2 separate regions of the Sus scrofa genome follow, and region 2 is linked to region 1. A link is a contact called in public HiChIP or PLAC-seq data. All regions are on one chromosome and are shown on one strand. The core of a region is the stretch at or near the end of the contact, and the rest is flanking DNA. Distances in the headings are between cores, read along the strand shown.

The links. HiChIP or PLAC-seq counts read pairs in DNA pulled down with a chosen protein or histone mark.
Region 2: a contact with region 1 is called in an H3K27ac HiChIP or PLAC-seq map of alveolar macrophages. The contact joins the promoter of TTC24 here to the promoter of ISG20L2 in region 1. A contact is called at or near these places in 4 of 47 Hi-C or Micro-C datasets (embryonic fibroblasts, fetal skeletal muscle, mesenchymal stem cells and 1 more) and 2 of 2 datasets of contacts at active chromatin or transcription factors (alveolar macrophages and skeletal muscle).

What each region holds. Positions count from the first base shown.
Region 1 is chr4:93,361,946-93,368,942 of Sscrofa11.1, reverse strand. It overlaps ISG20L2 (interferon-stimulated 20 kDa exonuclease-like 2), which reads right to left and starts at 2,755. Exons shown (of 4, transcript XM_001924747.5): 1 at 2,420-2,755; 2 at 1,004-1,837. The coding sequence starts at 1,720. RRNAD1 (ribosomal RNA adenine dimethylase domain containing 1) reads left to right here and starts at 2,919. Exons shown (of 8, transcript NM_001243324.1): 1 at 2,919-3,227; 2 at 6,388-6,512; 3 at 6,664-6,856. The coding sequence starts at 3,117.
Region 2 is chr4:93,508,199-93,515,195 of Sscrofa11.1, reverse strand. It overlaps TTC24 (tetratricopeptide repeat protein 24), which reads left to right and starts at 3,157. Exons shown (of 10, transcript XM_013996959.2): 1 at 3,157-4,409; 2 at 6,852-6,997. The coding sequence starts at 6,856. The region is part of intron 1 of IQGAP3 (ras GTPase-activating-like protein IQGAP3); the gene reads right to left.

The DNA.
Region 1 (6,997 bases), core at 1,506-4,005:
GTCCAGGAAAGGCAAAGAATGTGGAGCTGAAATTACAAAGCCAAGGGCGCCCTCTGGAGGTCTTCCAAGGCCAGTGCGCCCACTCTTCCTTCCCTTTCAACTCTACCAGCTCCCCCTCCTTTCCTATTCATTTGCCTGTGCCTCCAATATTCACCATAAGGGCTTAGAGTAAGGTTTGCTCAATGAGTGAGAGAAGAACCCCGACATACCCGTCCTGTGTCTTTTATCCCCTTCACTGCAGGCTCCCTGTTCCAGGTATATACACATACCCCAGCTCCTCCTGTCAACATTCTGCCCTCTCCGACCACCAACTTTCCACACTGCCACAGACTATGTCTTGTGTGGGAAGCCCTCACCACTTCTCTGTTCTCAACCCTAGACTCAACCTCTACAAGGCATAGAATGGCTTAAGCCCTTTCCCCCTGGCATGCATGCCTGCTGCTCTGTCCATCATGGCTGTTATTTCTCTAGTAGACTCCCACTCCTCCAGTATAGGATTCCACTTGGGACCTAAAGTAGATCTTAACTAATAAAGTTTGTGGAGTTCCCGTCGTGGCTCAGTGGTTAATGAATCCAGCTAGGAACCATGACGTTGCGGCTTCAATCCCTGGCCTCACTCAGTGGATTAAGGATCCAGCATTGCTGTGAGCTGTGATGTAGGTCGCAGATTCAGCTCGGATCTGGCGTGGCTGTGGCTGTGGTGTAGGCTGGCGGCTACAGCTCCGATTGGACCCCTAGCCTGGGAACCTCCATATGCCGAAGGTGCGGCCCTAGAAAAGATAAAAAGACAAAATAAATAAATAAAGTTATACCAACTAGTTGTAACTTTCCAGACCCTCCCCACTCCTTTTCCCCAAAGAAAAGTCTTCTTCATCATCTGCTATTCCACCCACTCCATACCTCCCTCCACAACTGCCTTTCCAGGGTGCTATCTTTTGGGGAGAAATGATTTGGACTTCTCCCACCCACTTCTCCACGACCACCTGTCCCCCCAGCCTCTCACCTGGCTTCGAGCAATCTTGAAGGGTGTGGCATTCACCATATGCTGCTTCCGAATACCACTCCACCTGGTCCGGTAGTCCACAATGTGGCAGGGGGGAAGGATGTACTCGTCATAAAGCACATCTCCATTGTAGTTGACAATACTACACCGAGCCAAGGAACTGACATGCCCTTTGGGTCCTGTGCCCACCATCTCACAGTCAATTGCCACCATCTTGCTCGGACCCTTCTGGGATGCTCCAGAATATTTCTTCTCGGAATGAGCTTGGGTGGAATTCTGTGGGGCATTCTTCTGGGAGCCCTTCTTCCGGGGGCGAGTTGGGTGGCTCTTAATCTTTGGTAGGGCACTCTGGAACTCCCCCAGTAAGTCTACTTTGGCCACAACAGAACCAGCCTTCTGTGAAGGGGCAGGGGTCAGCCAAGGCACTGCAGATGGCTTGTCCAGAGACTGCCCTGACCCACCGCTGGAGGCAGCTGTCTTCTTTTTTGAAAGAAGAGGGGCCTTCCAAGCGCCATCTACCTTGGGAGATTTCCCTTTCTTTGACGATTCTGATTGCAACTTAGCCACCTTGCTAGGGGGCTGCTGTTTCTTATTCAAAAAGCCCTTCCGTTCCAAGAGCCGGCGCTTCTTGACAAATTTTCGGTGCTTGGCATTCCCCTCTAATGCCTTTTTTGGGGGAGGTTCACCAAAATCCAGATTGAGGAGTAAGGTAGACATGATGACAGTGGACAGCGGGAGAACAGTTGGGAAGAGTAGCTTACAGTTGAGAGGAGGATAGAAAACTCATCCTCTGCCGAATCCCACAGACCAACATCTGGAGGTCTGCAGTATACCCTGGGGAAGAAGGTGATACTGATAATGGGAACCCATAGGCTTGGGAACCCGTAAGATAAGACCCATCTCCCTAGGACTTAAGAGAGAGAAAGACATCAGAGTAACCTCTCAGATAATGTGAAATGATGGAAGGAGCACTTCTTCTCAGCCAGGAAGCCTGGGTTCTAGGACAGCCCCACAATTCAGCAGCTGTACAGGAAGGCCATTTCCCTTCTCAATATCTGTCTCAACCGCAAACTGAGGGGGTTGCAGGGCCAACCAGCTGAAACTCTGTGATCTAGAACGCCCGAATAGGTGAGCTATCTCATCTGTCCAGGGAGAGAACGTCTAAGTATGCTCGAAGGCAGTGTGGGGTATGCCACAGACGACCTCTGGCTTACCCAGGCATCCCCAGCGCGGGTTCCAGGAACCCCTGTCCCTGATCTCCAGGTGGGGGAAATCGCCACATGCATCTCACCCAAGTCCTTCTCCCAAGAAAGGACCTTTGACACCACATATCAACAGAGAAGAAACCGACGCGGGGGACGGCACACTTCGGCCGTCCGCACCACTTCGGCCGTCCCCACACGCTCGCGCACCTACCTCCTAGATGTGCCCAGCTAGGACCGGAAGCGCCAGGAGCCGGATACGGAAATTGGCACGCGCCGACGAGGCCCGGCCCGGCAGGCGCGCGGATTGGAACGCGCCGGGGGCCTGCGCGCGCGAGCCCACAGCGCCCCCGCCTCCGGGAGCGAGGCCAGGGATTCCGAGTGTGTGGGGAGCGGCAGCGGCGGCGGTGGGGGAGGCGGCGTGGGTGGGGGCGGGGGCGGGATGCGCTCCCCAGCCCCTCTAGCCCCGTGGAGGTACAACTCGAAGGTTCAGGGAGGCCGCGACAAACGAGAACTGCAGCGCGCGGGAGACCCCGGCCTCACTTCCGGGAGGGGGGGTTGTACGGGAAGGGGCGGGACCTGAGCTTGGCCCACCCCTCTCCGTGAGCGGGGCGCCGGGGGACGCCTCTGTGACGTCACTGCGCTGGCAACCCCCCCCCCCCGCCCGGTGTGTCTCCGACGCTGACACCTTCGCGCTATGGGACGTCGCGACCTGTGACGTCTGGAGGGCGCCTCAAGTCTTCACCCAGGCTGAAGTCCCGGAAAGGCAGCATCGGGGGCTGGATTCTGAGCGCTTTCTTCCTGCTCCGAGTGCAGAACTGAATCCAGCCTGGGTCCTGGACCCGTGTAGTCCTGACCCTGTTCCCTCCTCACTGCATTGTCGCTCCTCGCGCCACCGGCTGGGCCCCGGAATGCCGGGGGTTTCCGCCCGGGGCCTCTCTTACGAGGAGAGGAGGCAACTAGCTGTGAACCTCACCCGGGTCGTGACGCTCTACCGTTCCATCCTGGACGCCTACATCATTGTGAGGCCACAGGGGTGTGGGTGGGGTGCTCCTCCTGGTTGTGTGGTGGATAGGTGCTCACGACAGGAGAGGATCTGGAGAGTTAGCGTCTGGTCTCTTCTAATATGAGTTTCTTCAGGCTTTTGTCTGTACAAGAAAAGTTTGAGGCTGCTCTTCCTTTTTTTCTTCTGACCTAAATGTTAATATGTTAGCATCTGGGTTGTCTTTCTAAGCTTCTGAAATCCAAAGTAGTAAAATGCATGGATATTTGAGCCATGCTGCTGCAGCTGCGTCGAACTTTCCCAGGAACGTGTGAGGTGTTCCAAGAACACACATGTTCATTCATTCAAGCCTTGAATAAATTCCTGGTTTTGCAGTGTAATGGACAATTCCAGCTTTGGAATATGAGAGACTTGGACTAGAATCCTGCCTCGCTTACTGTGTTAACCTTAGGCATTAAAACAATTCCTCCTAGCCCCAGTTTCTCAGCTGTAAAATGGATCCCTTTTTGAAGGATGATTGTGAAAAATAAATGAGATGATGTATAAATGGCACCAGCATCCTCCGAATTGTTCAGCTCCCAAACCCAGAAACCATCCTCAATTTAGCTCTTTTCTTCACTGATCTACAATCCAGTCCTTCAACAAGTCCTATTTGGTTCAACCTCCAGAATAGATACCAAATTCACCCATTTGTCTCCATCGCCATTGCTACCACTCTAGGCCAAGCTAACATTGTCTCTCTCCTGGACTACTTCCTAACTGAGCTCTGTGTTTGCTTCCTCTCCTCCATAAACAATTCTTCATAAAACAGATTGATCTTTTGAAAATGTGAATCTGATGATGACACTTATTTGTTTCTTAGGTACTTTGATGAAATTCTAATTCTTTACCATTATCTATAAAGTTCTGCATAATCTGTGTTCCTTTTTAGACCCCTTCACATTCACGATACTACACCTGCACTGGCCTGATCTGGGCCTTTGCACTTTCTTTTTCTTTTTCTTTTGCTCTTTTTGTCTTTTTAGGCCCTCATCCTTGGCATATGGAGGTTCCCAGGCTAGGGGTCGAATCGAAGCTGCAGCTACCGGCCTACACCATAACCACAGTAACGGCAGGATCTGGGCCACGTCTGCGACCTACACCACAGCTCACAGCAATGCTGGATCTTTAACCCACTGAGGGAGGCCAGGGATCGAACCTGCATGCTCATGGATGCTAGTCAGATTCGTTTCCACTGTGCCGCAATGGGAACTCCTGGGCCTTTGCACTTTCTGATCTGTTTAGAATGTTTTTTGTCCACAGAAGGGCAATTGAGTATCGTGGTCAAGAGCAAGAAGCGTTAAATTGGTTTCAAATCCCAACTATGCTCCTTACAGCTTTTTGACTTGGGCAAATTACTTAATTGCTGTGATTCAGTTTTCTTATCTGTAAAAGGGGGATAAAAATAGTACTACCTCATAGGGTGGTTTTAAGGATTAAATGCCTTAATATATGTAAAGTGTTTCAGACATTGCCTGGCATATTAAAGTATTCTGTAAGTATTTGTTATTACCTGCATTTTAAAAAACTGAAATAGACGTGACATATTAGTCTAGTTTCGGGTGTATAACATAGTGACTCATATTTGTATATATTATGAAATGATTACAAGAAGTCTGGTTAATGTCCATCACCATACATAGTTACATTTTTTTTTCCTTGTGATGAGAACTTTCAAGATGTACTCTCAGTAACTTTCTGGGGAGTTCCCATCGTGGCTCAGTGGTTAACGAATCTGACTAGGAACCATGAGGTTGCGGGTTCGATCCCTGGCCTTCTTCAGTGGGTTAAGGATCCAGCGTTGCCGTGAGCTGTGGTGTAGGTCCCAGACGCGGCTCGGATTCCGCATTGCTGTGGCTCTGGCACAGGCTGGCAGCTACGGCTCCGATTGGACCCCTAGCCTGGGAACCTCCATATGCCGCAGGAGTGGCCCTAGAAAAGGCAAAAGGACAAAGAAAAAAAAAAAGATGTACTCTCAGTAACTATCAAATATACAATAGGGTATTATTTACTGTAGTCACCATGCTGTATGTTACATCTCCATGACTCGTTTTGTAACTGAATATTTGTACCTTTTGGCCCTCCTTACCCCCTGTCCCTGGTAACCACTGCCTGAATTTTTTTTTACATGTGCTGTTTCCTGTTCATCATTCAAGTCTCAGCTCAAGTGTCACCTCCTCAGACAAGTCTCCCTCATTGCTCTATCTAAAGTAGTCCTCTCTCAAATTCCCCATTATGTGACTGTTGATTGTCTGTGCAGCATTTGATGTTATCTTAAGTAATTTAATGTAAACTTTGCAAGAGCAAGGATCTTGTCTGTCTGGTTCTTTGCGTCCCCTGAGCCTAGGATAGAGCTTGGTGCCCCAACCAAGCTTCAGAATTTGTGTTGAACAAATGAATAAATACAAATACATGCTGTTGACTCCAGTGGCTCAGGTTGCTACTGGAGGCATGTGTTTGATCTCTGGTCTGGCGCAGGGGTTAAAGGATCTGGCATTGCTACAGCTGCGACGCAGTTCACAGCTGCAGCTCGGATTCAATCCCTGGCCATGGGTGTGGCCATAAAACAACATTCTGGCATATATGTCTGGCATATAAAGTGTCTGGCACGTGTAATAGTAGGTTTGCTAATGGTAACGCACTAAAACTGTGTGTCAGTCGCTCTGGTGTTGAGGATGCAAATATGAAGACACCATCCCTGCTCTTAGATGCTGCTGAGTAGAGAAAACAGACAAATAAGTGGGGTTATTACTTTTAGATGGATAGACAATGAGGTCCTGCTTACAGCGCACAAAACTATGTTCAATCACTTGTGATGGAACATGATGAAAGATAATATGAAAAAGAGAGTGTGTATAGATGTATGACTGGGTCACTGCTGTACAGCAGAAATTGGCAATAAGTCAACTATAATAAATAATTTTTTTTAAAAAGTGGGGAAACCGTTAAAAGAAGAGGTGTGTCCAGAATGCAGTTTGGGCTCAGAGGAGGAGGGGGAGGCTAGAGCAGGCTTCAGAGAAGAGGTGACACCGATGAACAGAGGTGCCTGCTGGTTGCAGCCAGTGGTCCTGTGTGGAGAGTGGGGTGGGGAAGATGGGAAGGGGAGTAGCCTGTCGGTCACTTTTGCCTCTCCCCTACAGGAATTCTTCACAGACAACCTGTGGGGCACACTCCCTTGTGCGTGGCAGGAAGCTTTGGACGGACTGAACCCACCACAGCTGGCCACACTGCTGCTGGGGATGCCTGGGGAAGGGGAAGTGGTCAGGTATGGGCAAGGGGGGTCCTGTGCTGGGGGACCTGGTGCTGAGCCCTGCAGGGAGCCACTGCTCAGTCTTATAAGGGCTTCCTGGGTTGTAAGGGGCAGACTCAGGATGCAATGGGACTATTCACTGGGGGCCGGGGCCGGACTATCTCAGGTACAGGTCGGTGTGGCCACTCACCCTGCTGGCCCTGAAGTCCACAGCCTATGCCCTGGCCTTTACGCGGACACCTGGGTTTCAGACCCCCTCAGAGTTCCTGGAGAACCCCAGCCAGAGTTCCCGACTGACAGCTCCATTCCGGAAACACGTCAGGCCCAAGAAGCAGCATGAGATCCGGAGGCTGGGAGAGGTGAGGAGATGGCTGGGGTGCAGGTGGTGTCTGGGAGCCTGGGGACTCCTTAGGCCTGTGGGTTACAAAGATGTGGGTGCCTTATATCACCTGCAGGACCAGAGGCCCTAGAAGGTCCCTTCCTCAGCGGGTATGCTATAG
Region 2 (6,997 bases), core at 1,908-4,407, 150 kb before region 1:
GTATCCTCATGGATACTAGTTGGGTTTGTAACATGCTGAGTCACAAGAGGAACTCCCAGGAGCAGAATCTTAAAGAACGAACAGGTGGAAAGAGAGAAAAGGCAGTTCAACAGAAAGAACCACATGAAAAAGGCCACTCACTTGCAGTAAAGTAGAAGGACAGAGAATTTTAAAAGATCACAAAGGTGTGTTTACTCTCCCTTTAGGTATAGATCAACTGAGGAGGAAAATAGTCTCCAAGCGAAGTAAAGTGCAGACAATACTCTGACTCCCAAACTCAAGAAAAGGAAATCCTTTAAATGAGACAGCACTAACATTCTGCCTTTGCCACAGCCTCCTTTTTTTTTTTTTTTCTTTTTTCTTTTTCTTCCAGCTTTTTGTCTTTTGGGGCCGCACCAGCAGCATATGGAGGTTCCCAGGCTAGGGGTCTAATCGGAGCTGTAGCCGCCAGCCTACACCGCAGCCACAGCAACGAGGAATCCAAGCCATGTCTGTGACCTACACCACAGGTCATGGCAACACCAGATCCTTAACCCACTGAGTGAGGCCAGGGATCAAACCCGAATCCTCATGGATGCTAGTAGGGTTTGTTAACCACTGAGCCATGACAGGAACATTTTTTTGGGGGGCCACAGCCTCCTTTTATCTTTTCCCTTCTCTTCTTCCCTATCTCTCTAGTCTCCTTAGGGAAGACAGTACAAAATCAGAAAAAATGAGAGAAAGCTACACATATACACCAAGAAAATAAAGTCAGAGAGCTTAAAAAGAGAGCTTAGTAAATCTGTCTTTGACTCAGCACTAAATGTCGTTCCCACTCATTATCTCTTTTGTATTACATATCCTGCAATATGATTTGGGAGAGGGGCAGGGCTTATTTGAAGTGGCAGTTAAGCAAATTAAAAGACACACACATACACACACCCTCCACGTTCAGATTTGAAAGCACTGGCCAATCGCAGGAAATCCATTGGTTCCTTTAAGGGGGTGTAAAGGAACAAGTGTTGGTTGCTAAGCATGGAAAATAAACCAGTAAGTGAGTGACATCATCTCAGAGTTATGAATTGAGCACTGTGAGAGATGGGCAGGACTTTACACACACACACACACACACACACACACACACACGCGCGCACAGAGTCTTAAAAAAAAAAAATCAGTTTTCCTGCCCTTTTCAGGTCTGGAACCAGCTTTCCTTCAACAGATAGGTGGACGTGGCCTTTGCTTTTTGTACCCTAACGGAGAGGACGGGAAAGGGGTAGAAGAAGAGCTCAATTTTGCTTTTCTTTCAGGTCAGATGATAACCTTTCTGCAGTCCCATTTTTCCGACCCCAATCTCTCTTTCTAAAGCAGTGCTTTTGAAAGCGTGGTACACAGACACACAGTTACCTGGGGTGATCGGAAAAGCGCAGCGGGGCTTGCTATAAATGCACATTATAGGTCCCAGTAGAGACCAACTGTTGCTAAAGCTCTGGGATAAGATTCAGGAATCTGCGTTTTAAATTAACTCCACAGGTAATTCTGACACCATAAAGCTTTGAGAGGCATTGTCTCAAAGAGGCATCAAAAAGTCAAGGAAGGCCCCTAGGTCTTGTTGGGCGACCCGTTCCTCGGTAGCACTTGGCAAGTTATGGAGCCCCAGAATCTGGGGATAAGGGGAAAAGCTCTTTGTAAGCTCTGAAGTGCGGCACAGAAGTGGGAGCATTTCGTAAACAGCTCACAGCTTTACCCCCGCCCGCACGAGTCCGCACTGAGCGCTCCCACCCCACCCAGCACAGTCCGGTCTTTCCTGGCCTGACGGCCCCCCTGCCCCGCCCCCGCCCCACCCTCTCCCAGGACCACCGAGTCCCCGAGGAGCAGCACCACTGCTGGGCCCTTCTCGGCCCCTTCTGGCACTCACAGACCGCCCGGCCCGGGCCCGCTCCTCTCCCCTCCATGTTCCTTCTTCCAGGTTTGAATCTCCCGCCGCCGGGCCACCGCCCCTCACCGTAGCCACAGGCGAACAGGACACTTCCGGTCTGCGCCGCCGGGGCTCCTGGGATTTGTAGTTCCAGGCTGCGGAGGTGTGCTGCCAGGTGAGGGAAAGGGTGCCGCCCGAGGCTGGGAGGGTCTCTCCCCATCCTGCCGTACTTTGGTTGCTGTTTCTCTTCGCTGCTAAACTGTCTTACTTCAATTAGCCCCTGCCCCTGCCTCTATCGTTTCCTCCTAATATTCCCATTAACCCCTCTCGGCTTCCTGTAGTATTCTTTGGTGCAGGTAACCTGAGGACCTACTTATTGCTATGCACTGAACTGGGTGTTGCCAATGGAGAGATAAATAAGCACAATCAATGCCTTAAAGAAGCTTGTGGTTCTGTAATGAGCGATAAACATATAGTCAAATAATTTAGAGGTCAGTGATACACAGAGGGAAATTATTGCCGTGATTAAGAGCAGTGAAAGACAGGAAGACTTCCTAGTGGAGGTGACAGCTGATCTGGGTTGAAAAGTTAACAAGAATTCATCCGATTGAAGGAGGGAGGGATCTTAGTCAGTGGAAACAGCATGGGCAAGAGCAAGGAGGAAACTGGGGCTTAGAAACGTCAAACAGCTAAAAATCGGTAGAGCTACAATTCAAACTCTCAGATAATCCAGTTCCAAGCTTGAGTTCTTAATCATAATATGCTGTACTTCCAAGGCCCCGGTCATGTGACTGCGGAGGAAAGGGTACAATGGAGAGAGGTTTCAGAGGTAGAATCAGTAGGACTGGGAGCTGGAGGACAGGGGGTTCATGGATATTTCTCAGGTCTCTAGCATAGAGACTGGATTAGTGGCTTATCAAGTAACAGTGGATACACAGGATGGGTAGATTTGAGGAAATAGGAATTTCACTTGGCAAGCTAAATCTAGAGATATACATTTAGAAACTATTGGCTCATTAGCGGTGTTAAAAATCAAGGAAAGAGTTATTGGTGGCTCAGTGGTAACAAACCTGACTAGTATCCATGAGGACTCGGGTTCGATCCCTGGCCTCGCTCAATGGGTGGGTTAAGGATCCGGCATTGCTGTGAGCTGTGGTGTAGCTTGCAGATGTGGCTCGGATCTGGCATTGCTGTGGCTGTGACGTAGGCCGGCAGCTGTAGCTCTGCTTGGACCCCTAGCCTGGGAACCTCCATATGCTGCGGGTGCAGCCCTAAAAACAAACAAACAAAAAAGGCACAGTGGGTTTTGGAAGCCAAGTGTGGAAAGAGTGGCAAAGATATGTAAGATACCAGCAGGGAATCAAACAAGGAAAGTGATTCAGAAATGATCACTAGATCATTGTGGCCATTAGAACCTCAGTGAAAGCAGATTCAGTCCCTGCCCCCTCTGCAAATGATCCTCACCCCTTAGGGGAGGCTGCTCAGTGAACAGCAGACTGAGCTGCATATTTGGCTCTGGCTATGCTGTGGTAGCATCCCAAAGGCCCAGCCCTTGGGCAAGAGCAGCAGGCAGCTAGGAGAACCTGCCTCGGGCATGGGCGCTGACTGTGGTGTGTGCACCATGTCTGCCAACAGCAGGCCCTTAGCAGAGGCTGCCCGGCAAATGCTGTGAGCCCAACTACTTCCTTATAATTTTATTTCTGGCCCTGGCCTCTCTACTTAAAAGAGCCCTTTCTCCTAGATAAATGAGGACATTTTTTTTTCTGATGCAGGCCACCCTTGGTGAGGTAGGGCAGTGGGTGCCTGTTCTCTTGGTGCCTGCTGTCCTCTCATTAAGCCGAACCTGGAGGCTGCAGATCAGTGGAGCTGGGAAAAGGAGTCCGGGGGCAGAGAGGCTCTTCTGATCTCCAGGCCTTTCCTGACCATCAACCTTTCACCCTGTTCCCACATGTGAAACTACCACCCAGAAGCACAATGTGTGTGTGTGGGGGGGGGGCGCAGGTTTCACTTCTGGAACACCCCAAGCCTCATTAAAGCTTGCAGTCATAGTTAATGGAAGGGACCTTAGGCTAGTTAGCCCAGAATCAGAAAACCTGGGCTCTAATCCCAGCTACGTGACTGTTTTTTGACCTCAGGCAAGTCACGTCTGCTCTCAGAGGTCCCTTCCTCTGTGAAATAAGAGAAAGGGATAGATGGTCTTTGAAGCTATAACTAGTAACAAGCCCTTGCTGCTTTGATTCTTGCTTGAAGTGAAGGACTTGAGGCCTGTGTCTGCACGGGTGGAGAGAGGGGAGGCGAGAAGGGCAATGGAATCCAGGTATCTGTGCCGGAGTAACAGCAGAGTTCAGCACTAAGATAGGCCATTTGAGCTGTCAATCAAAGAATTTCCTAGACATGGAGGGCGGTACCTGGTTGTCTGGTAACCCCAGCGGCTCTGAGCTAAGAGTTAAGGTAGGTAACTCTAGCCAGAGGGACCATTCCAGAAAGCCATCTACAGAGAGGATCTTAGGAGGTAAGGCGTCCTGTGGCTGGGGCCCCAAGATCTGGTGGGGGTAGTCAGGATTGCCCCAAGAACCAGGGCCTTGAAGAGGCAGCATTCCTGCATTCCTGCCTGGGTGTTTTTAGGAGCAGGGAGAGGGGAGAGTTTCTTTTTCTTTTTTTGCTTTTTAGGGCCAAACCCGAGGCATATGGAAGTTCCCAGGCTAGGGGTCCAATCAGAGCTACAGCTGCCGGTCACAGCCACAGCCACAGCAACTTGGGATCTGAGCCGTATCTGTGACCTACATCAGAGCTCACAGCAACGCCAGATCTTTAACCCACTGAGTGAGGCCACGGATCGAACCTACATCCTCATGGATACTAGTCAGATTTCTGCTACGCCACAATGGGAACTCCCAAGGGAGAGTTTCTTGAAAAAAAGAATGTATCACCCCTGCCTGCTTCTCCTTAAAAAAAATGTTGGGGAAGAGAAAAATGAGAGGGGCTGAGAGCCCAGTTCCTGGGTCTTTTCCACTCCTTTTCCTGTCTCTTGGGAGAAGGGTTCATGAAAAAGGCTTCTGCCTCTGTAAGGGAGAGATAGCAATGGGGAACCACATGCTGCTGAGGGAGAAATGTGTTTGGGTTTAAGAGGGCTCTGGAGACCAGAGCAGGAAGTCAGGGGACCAGAAAGAGCCAGCAGACAGAGAGCCAAGGCAGTAGGGGAGAAGGCTGCTCCCCTTGGGATAGGGAGTAGGCAGTCAATGGAGAAACAGAAGCCTTGCTCCTGGAAGTTGGCTCTTTGCCAATCCAATGGCCTATTTAGCTTGGTGCCCGGGGTGCCTTGTCTGGCTCCTGGCACAGCAGGGCTTGCTGAGTATTTGTCGAACTGACTTGAACCATACCTTGAGATTAGACAGCAGGAGAACCTAGGTTGTGAGTGGATGCGTGTGTGTGGAGACACAGGCTGAAGGAGAGGCTTTGTATGGGCTCTGTTCATTCATCCATTCATTCAGTCAGTCAAGAAACTTTTTTTTTTTTTTTGCTTTTTTCAGGCCATACCCAAGGCATATGGAGGTTCCCAGGCTAGGGGTCGAATCGGAGCCACAGCTGCCAGCCTCCACCACCGCCACAGCAACACCAGATCCAAGCCACATCTGCGACCTACACCACAGCTCACGGCAACACTGGATCCTTAACCCACTGAGCGAGGCCAGGGATCGAACCTGCGTCCTCATGTATCCTAGTCAGATTTGTATCAGCTGCACCACAACGGGAACTCCAAGAAACATTGGAGTGGTCAAATCTATACAGCCTACTGTTTACCATTTTAAACCATTTCTAAGCACACAGTTCAGCAGCGTTAAGTGTACTCACATTGCTGTGCAACCTTCACCACCACCCATCGCCGCAGCTTTGTCATCTCATTCAATAAACACATATTGAGAATCTACTATGTTCCAGACCCTTCAAGTTGCTCTAAATCTAGCAGGGGAGACAGACAAGAAAGTGAACAACTCCAACCCAGTGTGATAAATGCCATAAAAGACAGAGTGCTGTGGGAGCAGAGAAGAGAGTACCAGTTGGTTGAGGGGAGAAGGATTTCTTTTCTCTTTCTTTCTTTTCTTTTCTCTTCTCTTTCTTTCTTTTCTTTTCTTTTCTCTTTCTTTCTTTTCTTTTCTTTTCTTCCTTCCTTCCTTTCTTTTTTTTTGCTATTTAGGGCCACACCCACAGCATATGGGCCAGGCTAGAGGTCCAATCGGAGCTACAGCTGCCGGCCTACACCACAGCCACAGCAAAGCCAGATCCAAGCCACATCTGCACCCTACACCACAGCTCACAGCAACGCCAGATCCTTAACCCACTGAGCGAGGCCAGGGATCGAACCTACATCCTCATGGTTCCTAGTAGGGTTAATTACCACCGAGCCACCGAGAACTCCTTCCTTGATTTTTTTTTTCTTTCTTGGCTTTTTGTTGTTGTTGTCTTTTTGTCTTTTCAAGGCCGCACCTGCAGCCTATGGAGGTTCCCAGGCTGGGGGTCCAGTCGGAGCTACAGCTGCCAGCCTACACCATGAGCACAGCAATGCCAGATCTGAGCCTCGTCTGCGACCCACACCACAGCTCACAGCAATGCCGGATCCTTAACCCACTGGGTGAGGCCAGAGATCAAACCCGAGTCCTCATGGATACCAGTCGGATTCGTTTCCAATGAGCCACAAGGGGAACTCCAAGAGGGCTTCCTGCAGGAAGCTCTTACTTGAACTGACTCTGGTTCAAGGACTAAAAGTTAGTCAGGGCACTGGAGTGAGGGTTGGTGTGGTGTCCAATGGGATGGATGCAGCAAAGTGCGATGGCCGAGAGAATCCTTGAAACGCGAGGGTCCCACCAGGGCAGAGGTAGAGCTGAGTTACCCAAGAGAGAGAGCGCTTGGGAGGCAGCCGGGATGATGAGCTGACCCCTCTACTCCCTATTGTCAGCACCATGTCTTCCCTCAACACTGAGGATACCCCCCAAGAGCCCTCACCCTCACCCTCAAGCTCTAAGAAGAAAAAGAAGAGAAGGAAGTGGCCACAGCAAGAGGCCAGCATCCGAGCTCTCACCAGTGCTGGCCACAGAGCCCTGC